Regions from separate parts of the Gossypium raimondii genome. Here region 2 is linked to region 1. A link is a contact called in public Hi-C data. All regions are on one chromosome and are shown on one strand. The core of a region is the stretch at or near the end of the contact, and the rest is flanking DNA. Distances in the headings are between cores, read along the strand shown.

Evidence for each region. Hi-C and Micro-C count contacts between places; a contact is called where the count stands out from the background.
Region 2: a contact with region 1 is called in a Hi-C map of leaf, with 2.1 times the contacts expected there. The contact joins the promoter of LOC105800027 here to the promoter of LOC105800048 in region 1. A contact is called at or near these places in 2 of 2 Hi-C or Micro-C datasets (both in leaf).

What each region holds. Positions count from the first base shown.
Region 1 is chr7:18,471,681-18,475,201 of ASM2569854v1, reverse strand. LOC105800048 (centromere/kinetochore protein zw10 homolog) reads left to right here and starts at 2,013. Exons shown (of 14, transcript XM_052633519.1): 1 at 2,013-2,837; 2 at 2,997-3,134; 3 at 3,361-3,521. The coding sequence starts at 2,289.
Region 2 is chr7:18,781,556-18,785,076 of ASM2569854v1, reverse strand. It overlaps LOC105800027, which reads right to left and starts at 1,876. Exons shown (of 7, transcript XM_012630898.2): 1 at 723-1,876; 2 at 1-90. The coding sequence starts at 1,211.

The DNA.
Region 1 (3,521 bases), core at 764-3,263:
ACTAAAATTTTCCCACTACTACTTATTATTATTATTTTACTATCATTGTTTTTACCTAGGTAAGTTATTTTATTTTTGCCACTACATATTATACAACTCGTTTAAATATTCATTCATTTTTATACCAACACTCGCATAAATTAATTGCATATTGCATTAGATGTTGTGTTCGTTTTTATACGACGTATATTTGGTAATTTGAATCGATACAATGTTCTTTATTTTGAGGATTCGAGAAATTGTGCCCCTAACTTACGGGGTGCGATTTTCTCCTTGAATCGAAATAATTGAACATCCCTATTTTTAAAAAAAATTAATTAAAAATATATAAAATTTTGACAATAATTAAACGGTGAGCGTTCTTATTCGAGATTTTGTACCCCAACTTACGGGACATGACTTTTCGTTTTGGTCGACCCGAAATGAAAAAAACCTCCGCACTAAAAATTCAATTTAGATAGAGACATTTTTCAATGCCATCAAATAATATCGCGTGAAAGGGATCATGTTTTAAATCCTCTTAAAATTCTCCATTTTTGACGCTAAGACACCAAGTAATCAACTATGTACCAATTTTGGGCGTTATAAGTGTGCTAATCCTTCCTTATACGTAATCGACTCTCGAACCTATTTATCAGATTTTGTAGACTGAAAATCATTGTTTTCGTAAAATTAACCTTTTATTAAAATGATTAAATATCGAGGTGATCCAATCATTCCTAATGAAAAGGATTGGTCGCGACTCCATCTTTATTTTAAAATAAAAAATTGATTTCTAAAAAGGGTTTCGACATTATATATATGATGTTTTTTGTTCAAGTTTCATTATCTATTTCGTTAATTTATATAAAATGAAAAACAAAAACATGCGATATCATATAATATAATTTACAAATAAAATATTTTTTGGTAATTCAGTAATTAAGTTGTGACCGTTGATTAGTGGCACCAATTTAATAAGTGGCTTTATAAATAGTATAGATAAACAAAAATAATAATAATGAGACGAGATCCACTTACACTGATGTAAAAAATTAAAGTGACTTTAAATTTTAGCGTAACTTTTGTAAATGGTCCGACTAGTTCGCAACATGCTAACCTACCTTTTTGGACAATCAATCCTAACATAACAAAAACTTACATCGGTTGCTACAAACTTGGTTAGAATAGAGACTTAACAACAAAATATTCGATAAGAGAATTTTCATGGAATAAGGGTTGTATTTATAGACACTAAGTGTCCTACCAATCTTAGGATACCCTATTTGACTTAGGAAAAGAGTTACTTGCACGAAAAGTATCCTAGATACATAATATCTTTATTTCCTATTTTTAGTTTGTCTCGACTTTTAACTGACGAACCTCAGTTCGCAACTCAACTAGCGAACCCCTAGTTCGCAACTTGATTGACAAACCCTAGTATGCCAAATTGACTGGCGAACTTAACTTACAATGAATATGGCGAATCCCCCTTTTTGCATCCTTTAGCGTGCACCAATTCGCCAAAATATTGGTGAACTCCTTGTTAATACGCTTTTGGCGAATACCAGCTAGCCAAATCAATTGGCAAACCCCTAGTTCGTCGAAACAGGCGAACCCTCTCTTGTGAGGCTAAAACTTCCAAGCCCTATTTCGGGATGTTTCAACTCTTCCTCACTTAAGACATTATTTTTTTTAATTTAACTAGAACAATTTCATTCGACTCAAATTTTATTTTACTTGCATCGATTTGAAAAAAAATTCAAATTGAGTTAAGATGATAAAATGAAAATCATTAACTCGAAAGATTTTCACTCGATTCGAACGAACACAAATATATTTGCTAGTTAAAAAATTAATATTCTAGATAAATCGAAAATATTAGAGCAATATTTTTAATACCATATATTATTCAACAACCCCTGCAATGGATCAAATCTTCAAATCACAAATCACTGTTTAATTATAAAATGACAATTTTAATTTAAGATATAAAAAGTAGTACGGATATTAAAACTGTTTGACATCATTAAAATCTCAGAGCCACAGTGTAGGAGGACCGGAAGTGGCAGTTGGCAGGCAGTTAGGGAGAAAAGAGAAAGGGCTTAGGCCTTTGCGTTTGGGATTTTAATAACCAAACCGGACAAACGTAGATTAGATTAGACCAAACAAACTTAAGTAAGCGGTATCGGCGTACGTTAGTCTCTTCCAGCCTTAAACCTCCAAGCAAGAATAATCTCTTCCCAGGCTAACCCTTGAAACCCTCTCCGGCACCCTGCCACAACCGTTATTCCATCAGATCCTCTGACATGGACCCACTCTTTGACCGAATCAACGTCCGCGATCTTCTCTCCGGTCACAACCTCTCGGACCCTTCGACGCCACTATCCACACCGGATCTCCGCCTCATCATCAGCCGCCTCGAATCCCACTCTCTTCATATCAAATCAAAAGTCCGTTCTTACCTCCTTTCTCACCGCGAAGACTTTGCCTCACTCTTCTCCCAGTGCAGCGATGCCGTTTTCAAGACTAACGAAATCTCTGACAACGTCTCCGGTATTCTCTCTTTGATCTCCGACCGACCCATCGATGTCGAGATCCGTAAGTTGGTTGATGAGATTGGGAGGACAACGAAGGAGGCTAGGGAAAAGAGGGAGATGTTAGGGTTGTTGAAGATAATCGTAGGGATCTGCGAGAGATTAGAAGGCGCCAGATCAGCTTTTAGTGATGGACTACTCAGATTTGCCGCCGAGGAAGTTAAAGAGTTGAAGAAGGCTTTGAGGATTGGCGATGAAGAAGAAGGAGAGCCTATCGTGTATGGTTTGCTGCGGAAACAGTGGGCGGATTTATTCGATGAGGTAAGTTTATGTTTGGTTACTGAGAAAGCGGCAAACTGAGAAGAGTGGATAGATGAATTTTTCACGTTTAATGTTTTGATCTCTCTCTTTAATTCTTTTTTTGGTATTATTCATTTTATTGGTGATTTGTTTTTTTAGAGGAATGATTTGGGTTTGTAGATGCAAGACTTGTTTTCCAAGTTCATGGAAAATGCAGTTCGGTTCGAGCAGGATTCTAGAACAATTAGAGTGAAATACAAATTATGTGTTGATAAAATGGATGGGATTGAACTTCATACGGTCATGGAAGCAATGGATGTAAGTTTTTCTATTATGTTCCTTTTGCTTATAGAATGGACCAACTAAATCTTATATCCGGACAAGTTTTTATTATTTTGTTTCCATGATGGAGCTATTATGAACATCGGTAGGTAACATTGAAAATCGTCTGCTATCAGTTAACTGTCTAAGGTTTTGGTGGTCAATTAGTCCTGTTACATTGTTGTTAGTACGTCGTGATGATGATATGATAATGTTTTTTTAGGTTGCTGGAATTCTGGATTATAGTCTTGCGAAAGCAGCTGACTTGATAATTAAGCATGCCATCACTCCAGCTGTAAGCTATGGATCACCTGCAATGTTTGCAGAAGATGTAAATCAAGGTTCAGAAGGAATCTCAGAAGCAGTACTGAAGATATTACCTTC
Region 2 (3,521 bases), core at 627-3,126, 310 kb before region 1:
GAAAGAATACCCCACAAGCACACGCCGAAGAGCTGCATGGCCCTCTGGAGTGTCCAACCATGGGTGACCGGGGAAGGTTCGTGGAAGGTCCTGCAAGAATACATAAGAATATATATTTAGAAAAAAAAAAAAAACATGCAGTACTCTCATTTCCATATTTGGGTCATCAGAGGACTGAGAACTTTACACCAAAGAGATTTGAAACCATTGATTTTTGTCTAGGAACATAAACTTATTATTACAATTACATGCAATACTGCTAAAAGAAGGGAAAACTGAAATTGGTAAGGTACTTCCAATAAGATTTTCAGATTCAATAAACTTACATTGATCGATGCACCTTCTAATTGTGCATTTTCAACAACATATGTTTTCAATTCCAACCTATGAAGATTTTTTTATTACAAAAGAAACCTTGTGATGTAGTGATTTCTCAAAAACGATTATCCCTTTTAAATTATGCAATAGAAAAGAATATTTGGGGAATTCAATATCGAAATCCCAACATTAACCTATAAAAACGAAACCATCCGCTCATTTAGGTCGATCATAAGATATTATGAATTTTACAATTCCAAATTCATAGTGCAAAATTAACCAAGCCTATAGAAAAAAGAAACAAAACAAACATCACCTCCTGACAAAGATCCATGTAAAAATAGGGGGGAAAGAAACAAATATCAATGAAGCAAATGCAAAAACACCCAAAATGCAGGACTTACATGATCAATCTGACGTGTTGCAGGCGTGTCCATACCCTCTACCGCCTTTAACAAATCATTATAATAGCTTTCAGGCACCGTAGACTTCTTCTTGGCGGCACCCGAAAGCGAAAACCAAACCTTAGGCCTAAGCACAGGGGGAATGCCTTTCCTAATAAGCTTCTTCAATGTGATCGCATTAACAAAACCTGACAATTTGAGCGAAGATTTCAACCCAATCCCTTGCGATATCGAAATCTGCGGCTGCAAATACCAATTGGCCCCTTTGCTTGCTTCGAGTGCCCACCAAACACGCCCTTGTTGCCTCACCTTTTCTCTTACCTCATTCAACACATTAACATCGTCCACATTGCCTTCTACTGTGAACCCATAAAGGTCTTGGAATTTCACTATTATATTTGCTCTTCTCGCATGGATGCTTGGCCTTAAGATGTGAAATTGCGCTTGCCATTCAAAGGCAATGTCCATTTTGCTTTGGGGACCAAACATTCCCCCCCCCCTTTTTTTTTTTTTGTTCTTTTTTCTCGATGATAGATTAAGAGAAAAGAAGAAATGGGTTATAAGGGCTGTATCAGGAACGAGAGAAAACTACGAACTTTGAACCATGAAAAAAGGTTGATTTATTTGGAGCTTGCAAGCTTGGAAAATTGAAGAAAGACAAATTCTTTCAAATGGGTTTTATATAAAGAAGTTGATAAGAGGAAGAATTACGATCTGGCAGAGATAAATGCTCTCACAAATTTGGATGGCTATCAAAGTTCCTTTTTCATATATTCAAAACAAACAATGTACTTTTGAAAATCGAATTATTTTCAAAAGCGCCAAAGCTTGAAAAAATTAAAAGAAAGAAAAAGGAAAAGCCAAGCCAAGCCAAGCCCAGATAACAATTCTTTTATTGTTTCTCAACGAGAGAGAAAACAAAACGAAACGAAACAAAATTTTCTATAAGAGGAGTAAAATTCCTTTTTTTCAATTCTTTTATTTCAAAGGACATGGATGACTAAAAAAGACAAGGGAAAGAGGTTATGAAAGAAACCGAATTAATAGGTAGGTAAAAATAAAAGCTAGGCAATCTAAAGAAAATTAGGAGGTTCTAGGTGGTGGGAGTCATCTTCATCTTCATCTCTTTTCCTCATCAGCAAAAATGAAAAATCCCCACTGTCATTATAATAACAACAGAGGAAAACAGTTTTACCCTTAAAAATTGTTTGTATACTCGAATTTTCTGGACGAAATTGAAAAAATAATTATCTCACTATTAACATAGTATATTCATTATTACTCATGTCTACAAAAGAGTTTACTCGTTTAATTCTTAATAAATTAAATGTATATTTTTTTTGAGTAATTAACTGATATATAAATATTAATTATATTGTTCAATATCATTTTAACCTCTATCATCAATTTCTTTGGGATATACTTTTATTCTAACATAAATTTTTTATTAAATTTAGCATTATTAATGTTAGTTTCAAAACAATTTAGTTTTTTTTCCCTGGTTTCTAAAAATACAATTATTGGAACGTTAGAGAGAGAGAGACGTTACCCACGGACAGCGTTTGATAGGACAGTGATAATGGACTAGCGTTAAACTAGACCTGTCCATGGCCGGGCGGCCCGGTCTGGCCCGACGACCCGTCCGAAATATAGGAGGGTTTGAGTAAAAATATAAGCTTATGGGCTTGGGCAAAATTTTAGGCCCGTTTAAAAAATAGACCGGGCCTCGGGCAAGATTTTCTTGGCCCGGGCCCGGCCTGAAAAATATTAAATATATATATTTTTTATTTTTAAAATATAATAGTTTTTTATTTTCAGTTTATTTACTTTCATTTCCTTGACTAGTGTTACAAAATAATAATAATAAAACATCAAGTTTGTTTTACTAATCAAATGTTAGATTTTGTTACAACAATTAATACAATTAATACAATTAATAATTTGATAAATTTACTAATCAAATGTTAGATTTTATTACAACAATTAATACAATTAATACAATTAATAATTTGATAAATTTACTAATCAAATGTTAGATTTTATTACAACAATTAATACAATTAACAATTAATAATTTGATAATTTTACTAACAATTAATTTTAATAAAAATTAGTTTTAATTTTATTAAAAAAATAATTTTAATTTTAATTAAAAGCAATTGGGTCGGGCCCTGCCTAGTAAACGGCTGAAAATTTTTGTGGGCTCGACGAAACTTTGCCCGGCCGGCCCGCCCATGGACAGGTCTAGTTGAAACTCAATCTAACTGTTCTGTTTTTATTTCCTGGATGACTGAAATGCCCCCGCCATTATTCGGAAAATTATTGCTTCTCTATATATATACTTTTCAGTAAATAATAACCAAATTGGTAGCGTGATTACACTTCGACGTGGGAATTGGGTGAGTTCGGGATGGAGCTCTTCCTTCTTTCTTTTTTAGATAACATTCCGTTCGTTCGTAAGACTAACTAACAATTACATAAAGGTTTCATCAGTAGTATGGCCAAGTCGGGAGCAAAAGCTGTTGACAGGTCTCTTTGTCACCCAGTCAGCTAATTTGTTTTTGTTTTCAGATACATGGTTGAAACTGTTGGAGATCGATTAAACAACGAATAAGTAAAAATAGTGAAAGAAATTGAAAAATTGAAAACAAAAATTTAACGTGAAAAAATTCCTATAAGGAGAATAAAAATGCAAAAATAATTTTACTATAATGGCAAAATAACGAAGATTACAAAAGATAGAGATCAAAACTAAACCTCAAAACTCGAAAACAAAGAACCCTCAAAACGTAAACACAA